2 separate regions of the Rattus norvegicus genome follow, and region 2 is linked to region 1. Evidence: chromatin contacts called from public Hi-C data. All regions are on one chromosome and are shown on one strand. Each heading gives the region's core, a stretch centred on a gene start, on an enhancer-like site or on the middle of the called end of the contact. The rest is flanking DNA. Distances are from core to core; before and after follow the strand shown. Region 1 overlaps Dnm1 (dynamin 1). Region 2 holds the start of Dnm1 (dynamin 1).

Region 1 (5,231 bases), core at 1,175-3,674:
CCAAAGACACCCTCTCCCAGTTCTTAGTCCTACACTGTCATCCGGCCCCTTCAGAGGCCAGCCAAAGACACCCTCTCCCAGTCCTTAGTCCTACACTGTCAACAGTGGTCTGGTGTCTTAGACAGCTCCAGAGAGCACCCATATCAGTACCATATCTTGGGCATGGTACCTGTACCAAGGGCCCTCAGTTTAAGCAAGAAGCCCTTGAGTAGTGGCGCTGAGTCCCGCGGCTCACTGGGAAGGAAGTGAGAGAACCAGCTGGAAGAGGACAGGAAGTGGGAGTCTAGAGCTGCAGGAGAAGGAGGGGCCTGGCTCAGAGGTCCCAGGTGTCCTCAGCATGGAGCTGGTGCAGCGAGGAGGAGGGGGCAGACACACTGTTCATGCAGCAGGCTGAGAGCATAACCTACCGTAGCTGACACTCCTCAGGGGTCACTGATAGTGATTCTGAAAGACAGCACGGAATCAACAGGGCAGTTCACAAACACACAGGTGGGCCAGGCTGGGGGTTAGGGGACACACACACGCACACCCCTGGGCGTGCACACACATGCTGTGAGGCCTGAAGGCCCTGCATGCACACGCTAACACACATGCCCACAAACACGCATACATCTCCCCTCCCACCTCCCAGTGCCCAGCACCATTGCCGGCCAATACGTCGTGCAGCACGGATCTGGGACATGCAGCCACTCAGCACACAGAAGCACACGCGTGAGCTGTCACAACACAGAAGCTCGCCTGCACACAGAAGGTCTTTGCACCAGCTCCCTGCACACTCAGGCCTGGTGTGCTGACAGGGTTACCATAGGGCTCTGTAAAGGGCAGAGCTTGCACTCTAGGATCCAGCTGTCATGTTTCTGCCCAAGAAGCTCCCTTGGTTCCCTACATCATTGAACCTCTCCAAATGTCCAACCTACCCCACCCTGCTATTTACTGTTAATAAAGCAGCCCACTGTCCCTGTCAATCTGACACTCTCCTGGGGAAATGTCAGGGTACACTTATTTAGGAGAAGGAAACTAAAGCCCTGGGAGGGAAAATGACTTGTCTAAGGGAAGTGAACCAGCATGTCTGGACTCCAGTCCCATGACATGCTGCCCATCTTTACTGTTCCAGACATCAGAGCCCCACAGAGTAGACCCAGCTTCATTTGGTGTATGGGGGCTATTCCTCTAGCTCTGTCCTTCAGCCATCTAGATTCCCAAATAGAAGCTGTTGGTCTGTCTGAGCATGTGTTTTCTTAGAGACCAGCCGCAGTCCGTAGAAACAGGGCAGACTTGGTTATTAGAGTGAGCTTCCTGGAAAGCCAGTCGTGGATAAGAAGACAAAGGCAAGGGATGAAGTATATTCCTTGTTCTTGGAGCTCTCTGGCAGCAGGGTAGCCTTTGATCCCAGTCCTTACCCAACACCCACCATCTGGTTTCAGACCACCAGACTGTCCACCATTCCCAGAGCCCTTCCCCAGCTGCTTTCTATGCATGTCCATGCCTGGGTGCCACACTCTCACATTCACACCCGTGTGCACGCCCACATACACATCATCACACCTTGCTGGTCACACAATCACAGCCTGGCCTGATACTGTGGGCCAGAGGTGGAACGGCACTCTGGGACAGCTCAAAAGAGTCAGGGCTGGGAAGTGGGGCATCGAAGTAGCTCTGGATGTAAATGAAGAAATCCACACGATTCAAAGAGAGGATCTGGGGTCAGAGACCTAGACCTGAGGTAGGCTCACCAGGAGCTGGGCCAGGTGAGTGAAGGGTGGAATGGAGGAGGATGGGAGGCAAGGGTTTAAGAAATGCGAAGTGTGGGAGGCATGGAGAGAAAATGAAAAAAAGGGAAGCGCCATGCAAATACTGAAAAGAAGGGGGCAAATGGTTTGAGCCCCAGAGCCCCCTCCCAGAAACGACCGCCACCGGGACTCAGCGCCCCCTGCGGCGCAGGACCTCCTGCCCGTGGCCGCAGGTCCCTTGGCCTTGCAATGTGACCCCAACGCCTAAGATGGAGAGGGTCGTTTCTGCTGCTAGGCCGAGGATCTAGAATCCAACTCCACCTCCCTCCAGGTCACACCCGCCTGGCAGCCTTTCCCGTCGCTTTAAGCCCCTACTCACCTGGGGACCCCAGGCGGGGCGCGGTTGGGGCGCGAGGGCACCTGGGGAGGGGGGCCAAAGGGGTCAGGGGAAGCCCCCGGCCTGGAGGGCACGGGGGGAGCCCCCCCCAGGGCGGATCCAGCAGGCGGAGGCCCAGGAGCAGGGCCCCGCGACCCGGGCCGGGCTGGGGGCACGGCGGGGGCTCGGCGCTGCGGCGTGGGGCTGGACGTGGGCGACCTACGGGCGACAAGAGCGGAAGAAGCGCGGAGCAGAGGTGAGTGGCTCCGCCCACAGCAGAGACCCCGCCCTCAGCCCAGGCTGTCCCCGCCCATGCAGCAAGCCCCGCCCATAGCGACCTTAGACAGCGTGGGAGCCTAAGCCCGGTCCCCAGCGGCGCCACCCACCCTGCAGCCAGCGCTCACGGCAAGCCCCGCCCCGCGACAAGCCCCGCCCTCTTCTAAGCTCCTCCCCTCGCTCCAGGTGGGAGCCCCCGAGACCCGGGCGCGCCACTGCCCGGTCCCGGCCCTCCTCCCGCGGGCCCCGGGCTGGGGGGCTTTGGGGCCGTGGGGGCCGGCCCTGGTACCTGCGTCCGGCCGGTACGCTCTGCACCTGCAGCCAGGAGTCGTCCACGGGCGGGGGCATGGGCGTGCTGACGGTGGTCGTGTTGATGTCGCCGATAATGCTGAGCGCCTCCTTCAGTGCGTGGTACATACGCAGCATCTCGTCGCGCCGCTGAGCCTGTTCGGCCGATTCTTCCATCAGCGTGTTCTGGTCCCCGCAAGAGTACAGGTTGGCCAGCAGCTCAGAGAAGATAAACTCCTTGGTCTGTGCACAGAGAGGGAAGGAAGGCTAGAACCTGATGACCGCGCCACCTTGTCTCTGGCCAGACCTACTGGGTCTGGGTGCAGAACCGGAAGCGGGGCTTGATATTTCAGATGCCTACTACTGCTTGGTGCCTAAACTCTTGAAACCACATCTTAATGCCCTTTTCTCACACGAGAATACAGGATAGCGAAGCCACCTGCCCTAGGTGTCGGATCCGGGAGGAGATTCAGAACCAACCATGTCACTAGGACAACTGCCTACTAAGTTTATGAGCCTTTCTTCAGACCAAAATAAGGAAGAAGATACTTTAAAGTGCCCTAGGTCCTTAAGGAAGAAAATAACAAATATCTAACTATGTGTCTTTTTAATTGAGGGAAATGTGTCCGTGTGTGTAGTGGAAGTTTAATGCCTATTTCAAATCCCCAGACATTTTTTTTTTAATTTTTTGAAGGTTTATTTATTTATTATATACATTGTAGTTATCTTCAGACACACCAGAAGAGGGCATCAGATCTCATTACAGATGGTTGTGAGCCACCATGTGGTTGCTGGGAATTGAACTCAGGACCTTTGGAAGAGCAGTCGGTGCTCTTAACTACTGAGCCATCTCTCCAGCCCAATCCCCAGACATTCTTTTTTTTTTCTTTTCTTTTCTTTTCTTTTTTTTTTTTTTTTTTTTGGTTCTTTTTTTCGGAGCTGGGGACCGAACCCAGGGCTTTGTGCTTCCTAGGTAAGCGCTCTACCACTGAGCTAAATCCCCAGCCCCTCCCCAGACATTCTTATGCCATCCAGTCTGAGACAATCTTGAGAGCAGCTGGCATTTTTGCAGCTTACTCCAATCTCACTGACTCCTTTTCCAAAACCTACTGAGCATGTGCCACGTTCCACACTCAGTGTTGCGCCACACTTCATAAGCATTCTGACGTCAGCTCTATTTCGCCGGTCATACTTTACACATTGGGAAACAGACTCAGAGATTACATACGCTCAGAATCACAGAGGCAATCTGTGGGAAAGCCAACAGCATTCCAGTTCTGCTTTCCTGAGGCCTGCTTCTACACAGCCCCAGGCTGTGGTGGCCCTGTGAGGTGTGTTTCAAAGCAGCATCTGAGAGTCTCAAAAAGCTATGATTCCTAACCCCTCCTGAAGAACATGCATGTTTGGGTCAGCCTAGGTGTCTTATTTTTCAACCGTAAGTTTCCTGAAATTCAAATTAAGTTGAAGTATTTCCACTGGCTATGTAACATCTGAAGTGGGTTTGCAAAACTTAATGGGAAAATATCCTGTTAATTAATATTTTCTTTTTTTTTTTCTTTTTTCTTTTTTTTGGAGCTGGGGACCAAACCCAGGGCCTTGAGCTTGCTAGGCAAGCGCTCTACCACTGAGCTAAATCCCCAACCCTAATTAATATTTTCTAGATTGGGACCCGGTGTAGTAAATAGGTCGTACCTGCCATCTCAGCACTGAGGAGATAAAGCCAGGGAGAGATCAGCCACAAGTTTGAGGCCAGCCTGGACTCCACAGCAAGACTCTCTCTCTCAGAACAATATTTTGGATATCTCGGGGCTTGAAATAAATACTATCAAAATTAAGGGTTTTGGAACCAGGCATAGTAGTGCACACCTTTAATCCCAGCATTGGGGAGGTGGATCTCTGTGAGTTCAAGGCTAGCTAGAGCTATGTAGTAAGTCCCTGTCTTGGAAAAAAATAAAAAGTTAAGGGTTTGGGGACTATGGGATGATTCTGTGGGTAAAAGTGCTTGCCGACAAGCCTAAAGACCTGAGTGCAATCCTTAAGACCTACACGGTAAAAGGAGAAAAGAAACTCGCTCCAGTTGTCCAGGACCAACCCACAACCAACATAAAGGCATGTGTTCCCCTGCCCTGCACATAACATAAATAATGTAATAAAAAGAAATACACTGGCTGGCTGCTTGGTCTTACGCAGCACGCTGCACACCCCACAGCTATATACATACATTGTTGATCATGAGGTGCATGATGGTCTTGGGCATGAGATCCCGTACAGTCTTGTTGACAATGGCCATGTACGAGTCTACCAGGTTCCGGATGGTCTCCACCTGGCGCTCCAGCTGAGGGTCCATGGAGTGCATGAAGCTGTCAGAGCCGTTCTCCTCAGTCTCACTGGCCTGCCATTGGGAACACAGGCATCGGTGTGGGAGGGTTGTTTGTGCAACCAGAGTCCATGGATCACTGAGACCTCAGACCTTGCAAGGGTGCCAGCCACACTGAGGTGCTGAGGGCGTCTTGGGGCTCCAGGCTCACCACCTCTGTGCTTCGAAGGATCCTGCCTCCCCA
Region 2 (5,231 bases), core at 1,722-4,221, 40 kb after region 1:
TCCTGGGTGAGACCTTCCTCTAAGACCTTCTGAGCCCTCTGTGTGGAAAGCAGCTCAGCTCTTTGGGGAGACAGACCACAGCTTCCAGGGGTCTCAGTTTCTCTCTCTGGAATGCACAGCTTCACCAAAGACTCTCCAGTGTGACTGCTGCGGACCCTCCAAAAGTCACTGCTAAATGACTGAATGAACTGGCCTCAGTTTCCCCCATCTGTAAAGGGAAGGGAAATGAACAGCACAGAATCAAACAAGACCTAGCAAGGTCCCGGACAGCCGCTGGGTCACCTCAATTGCAGAGCTGACGCCAGGTCCTCCTGGATGCCCGGGAGCCTGCCTGCCCTGGATTAGCTTGTTTTCTCTAGGGAGTTTCCCACTTCCTCTCCATGGGGGTTTGGTGCGCTGAAAGCCCCAGGAGAAAGAGCTGTCGTTACCATGTTCACGGGTCTGGGGACCCAGAGCTAGGCAGAGAGGCTGGGCATCTGTGAGGGCACAGGTAGGGCTGACTGGGACCTGACCCCGCCCCTAGCCTCAATGTCGCTGTTCATTTTGTGGCTTCTTCACTCGATCTTAAGGATCGACGCTGCTTCCCACTTGCCCCTCAGATTTGGGAGCAGTCCTCTTCCTCTGCATCTGGACACTCTTCCGCGTCCTCCTGGCTGAAGTTGTGGCCTCTCAGGCAGCAGGTCAACAGCCGAGGCTATCTATCTACTGTGGTCTGGGCTAGATGCTGCACTGTGCCAGAGCATCATGGACAGGTCCCCAGCCTCATAGACTCTCAAAGTGTCTCAAGGACTCTCATTCATGGGTTTAGTGAATGGCTTTTGTACTGGTTTAGGAGGTCCAGGTAAGTTTCCAGGGTCCCCATCCTACAGATGTGAACCCAGATGTCTACACTCCAATCTGTCCCCATGACCAATGCAGGATCAAGTTGGAGTCTGACAGGTATCACCCATTCGGGCATATATGACCTTGAGAAAAAGCATCTAAGGTCAGTTGCCCATCTATAGGGTGGACACCACTGTGCCTGCTTCACAGGGGTTACAACAAGGCAGGGAGGGGCTCCGGTCTGCACCCCCTGACTAGAACACACGGTCTGGCTTAGAACAGTCCAGCAAATGCTCAGAGAACTCGACATGGAGATGTGGTTTATATACTGTAAAGTGCTGGGCACTCTTCCACGCCCCTGTCTTCAGGGCACCATACATTCCTCCACCCCCAACAGCCCTGACTGCTGAACCCCTGGGAAGGGGCTCATCTTCTTGCCTGTGTCTGCAGCTCTGGGGTCACATGACCCAGAGACAGCTGGTCCTCTCTGCTCACAAGATGGACAGAGCTATTTCCACGGTGGAATGTCTACATCTCACGACTACATGGTTCTACTCAGCTCCTCTTCCCCAACCCCACCCCGGGTGGGTTTGCAGTGGCTTCCCAGGATGGGTGGTGGCATCAACCCTCCAATCTGTCCATACTGCACTGAGGTTTGGTAAAGGCAAGTGACTTGCCCAAGGTTTTCCAGCAACACCTGGCTTAGACCCAGCTGTCACCCCACAGAATGCTTGTCCCTCTGGAAGGAGGGGCCGCTGCTTCCCTCTCCTCATGCCTGACATCTCCTTAACCAATGAAGGTCACTGCAAGAAAGCAAGACTCTGTAGAAAGATGAGCGTTTATGCCTCGCAGATGAGAGGTCAAGGTTAAGGCTTCAGACTCCTCTCTGGGCCCGGCAGCCCCTTTCCAGGCCTGCACCTGAGCTCATAGAAACGACTGCTCTTTCTAAGAACCAGAAATGCCACCTCTGTCTTCCTTTGCTCCAAGGGAGCCTGGGGGCTGGGGCGGGGGTCACGACCCTGCCTGTGCCCCTAAGTCCAAGACCCTTTGTCTCTAAGGCTCCCTTCCACTCTGCCACCTGGACTTCTCAGAGCCTTGTGGGATCAGAGGCCAGAGGAGGATTAGGTTCTGCAATGGCTCACTACCCCCCTCCCTGCCATCCTGCCTCCTGGACTTAGTCATCTCTGCCCTCTGCCGCCTTTTCTCTCCATCACAACCCTTCTGCCGGCTAGGGGAGGAGAACGCTGACAAGCGGCCCCTTCCCAAGGGGGAGACGAAGCCAGGGGCAGGCTGCTCCGTAGAGGCTCACAGACCGCTTCTGCCCCCCACCCCCTTCCTTTCCTCACACCGCAGCCCGCGCCTCCCCCTCCGCCGCGCTGCGCACGGATGGCGGCGGGAGCCGCAGAGGTGTGTGTGTGTGTGTGTGTGTATGTGCGTGTGTGTGCGTGTGTGTGCGTGTGTGTGCGTGTGTGTGTGTGCGTGTGTGCGCGTGTGTGTGTGCGTGTGTGCGCTGTGTGCGTGTGCGGGGGGGGGGGTGTTGTGCCTGGTCCCCGATGCCTATAGGGCTGTGTCCTTTTCTAGGGACTGGGGGAGGGGGCTGTCCCCTGTCACGACCAGGAATTCCCACGGGGGCAGAGCGGGTTCCAAGAAGCCCACTGCCCTCCGGGTGCTGTCGGCTCCCAGCGAGGACCTGAGTAATGCGGGCCCCCTCCGTGCGGGTATTGGCGATCAAGGACAGCCCTCTGCAGGGGTCGCCCTGCAGACGATGGGGTGAAGGAGGGGGCGTGAGCGGGGGACTCCACTGATGTCTGCGGGCTGGCGGGGGCGCTGCGGACCCCAGGGCTCAAGTGGGGGGCGGGGGCGCTCGGTCCTCCAGACCAGCGCCCAGGCCGTCGGAGCCCGGGGCGGGGACCCGGGGCACCCGGGTGCGGGTGTCCGCGCCGCTCCTACCTGCCCACGAAATTCTCCAGCACCGAGCTCTTGCCGGCGCTCTGGCCGCCTACCACGGCGATCTGCGGCAAGTCGAGGTCCGCGTTCTGGCCGATGGCAGAGAAGGCGTCCTGTAACCGGTTAACCAGCGGGATGAGGTCTTCCATGCCGCGGTTGCCCATGGTTGCGGCGGGCCCGGCGGGCTGCGATCCCGGCAGCCGCTCCTGCTCCGGCTCTTGGCCCCCGGCTTCGCGGCTGCAGCGGAATATCCCGACTGCGTGCACCGCGGGTCCTCCGCCTCTCGGGGATCCGAGCGGAGCGCTTCTCCAGGCCGCCGCTAGATGGCGAGTAGGGTTTCGCGGACTGATCACTATGCGCAGACGCAGCGCTGGGCGTCATGGGTGTTGTAGTTTTCTCCTTCTGCGGCTTTCGGGGGACACTTGTGTTTCTGGGGATACGGATGCTGCACCAAAGATAATTTTTTTGGTGATGGCTAGGAGTGCTAACTATAGAAATTGGCTAGTATATGGTGGTCATTCATAATTACTTCATTTCAGCAGTTATTTCCAAATGGAGAAACTGAGGCCTTAGAGGGAAGATCTGGCACCCCCATGCTGCAGTCAGCTGACCAAAGTCAGCCTTAGTCCACTTAAGCCTTGGATGCTTTCTAGTCTAGGTTCTGACACGAATCAAAAATCTGCAGCATATTCCTTCTTATCTTGGGACCTCAGTGTCTTCTGGTTGTAGGAGGAAGAAATAAAAACCATTAATTCAACGAATTACCAGGAACCCTTCCTGGTAAGCTAGGCCCCTTCCGAAGCTTACAGACACAACGCTATGCAGAACAGCTAGGGACTCCGCACTCAGAGATCTTACAGGTGGTGGGATAGACAGGACCCAGAAGATCTTTTGTACTAAAAGAAACGGAGGAAACCAACATGGGTTGGAAAGTCACATTAGCCGGAAGGAGCCAAAGGTTTTCCGAAGAAGTGGCCTTTGAAAGGGAATGTAAAAGATAAGAAGGGGCCAGCCACACGGATAGGGGGAAACCACCCTGGTGGAGTGGACAAGAAGTACAAAGGCCCTGATACCTAGGAAATCCTGCCCAGGAGAGGTGAAAGTTTTGTCTTAAACTCTAGGTCTCCAAGAGGATGATAGCCACATTCAGAAATCGATAAACAATGCCATTCAAACCAAGGGCTCCTGCAGTCATACTTGCCTGTCCTTCTCACAGAGACAGACCGTTGGGAACCAGGCCCCCTACCCACTTTTGCATCAAGAAGGACCTAGTTAGGACTCCCAGCAAGGAAGCCAAGAAAGGGAGGGCTGTCCAGTCATTTCTATGTTCTGAGACTAGGGAAGTGCCCTAGGTATTAAAGACTATTGGGTTCCTGAGCAGGCAGGCACCTGCTAGGCCCCCGGGACAAAGCAGCGACAATAATCCTTACCTGAAAGACAAATGGGAAAGGGAGGGGCCATATGCAACTAAGCCAATGACTATGACTCTGTCGGGGTGATGAGCAGGGAGCAGGGCAGGGGCAGGGCTTGTGGTTTTTTTTTTTTGTTGTTGTTGTTGGTTTTTTTTTTTTTTTTTTGCTTTTTTTTTTTTTTTTTTTTTTTTTTTCCTGAGCTGGGGACCGAACCCAGGGCCTTGCGCTTCCTAGGCAAGCGCCACTGAGCTAAAACCCCAACCCAGGGCTTGTGTTCTTTTTTTTTTTTTTTTTTTTTTTGGTTCTTTTTTTTTCGGAGCTGGGGAGCGAACCCAGGGCCTTGCGCTTCCTAGGTAAGTGCTCTACCACTGAGCTAAATCCCCAGCCCCGGCTTGTGTTCTTAAGTATACAGGATGGTAATGCTGGAGCAGAGACTAGAAGTGGGCGGACCATGAGCCGAGTGGAAAGGGTTTTCAGTTAGGAGAGAACCACCTAGACCTTACCTCTGTGTTGTTTCTGGTTCTTAGCTGTCTAATCTGTAGAGGATTCACAATGACAAGGTAGAATGTCTGTGTAGGGCCCAGCCCAAACCCGGTGCCCTCATTAACGACCACACCAACCACATCAGAAGTCCAGGCAGCTGAAACACCAGCCTTAAGACCCCTCATTCAGAGCAGCTGTTCTTAGCCAACCTGTTATTATCCTGAGGACCAGAGAGGGCAGGGGTGTGAGCCAAGATGACCAGCACCATCAATTTAGGCTGGGCATTCAATTTGAAGATGTCTGTCTGGACCATTGCAATTGGGATGTCGTTATTTTTTTTTCTTATTTTTTTTCTTTTCTTTAAGGGAAAGTGTGAATATAGGCTTCCACTGCCACAAATTGTGCAGTTGAGTTTCCTCACATTTGGGAACCTCATGGGGGTCAGCACACAAAGGATGAGCTTCACCCTGGGCAAACCACTCTCTTGATCATGACATCTCTCCTGCCATAATTAAGTATTATTATTTTTTCCTTAAACACAATAGCTGGGGCTTGAGAGATGGCTCA

The links. Hi-C and Micro-C count contacts between places; a contact is called where the count stands out from the background.
Region 2: a contact with region 1 is called in a Hi-C map of Schwann cells, with 2.7 times the contacts expected there. The contact joins the promoter of Dnm1 here to the enhancer-like site in region 1. A contact is called at or near these places in 5 of 12 Hi-C or Micro-C datasets (the A7r5 cell line, the Rat2 cell line, Schwann cells and 2 more).

Annotation. Positions count from the first base shown.
Region 1 is chr3:36,004,192-36,009,422 of GRCr8, forward strand. It overlaps Dnm1 (dynamin 1), which reads right to left. Exons shown (of 23, transcript NM_080689.5): 19 at 4,892-5,062; 20 at 2,672-2,913; 21 at 2,110-2,325; 22 at 408-444. The coding sequence ends at 423. Among named protein-coding and RNA genes, the nearest start is that of Golga2, 25 kb to the left of the region's middle. Within about 2 kb of position 2,425, at least 26 of the 93 cell types and tissues checked have an H3K27ac peak or open chromatin away from gene starts, as enhancers often do. A contact at or near this core is called in Schwann cells, where this site is marked.
Region 2 is chr3:36,043,318-36,048,548 of GRCr8, forward strand. It overlaps Dnm1 (dynamin 1), which reads right to left and starts at 2,972. Exons shown (of 23, transcript NM_080689.5): 1 at 2,773-2,972. The coding sequence starts at 2,933. It also overlaps the pseudogene LOC120102046.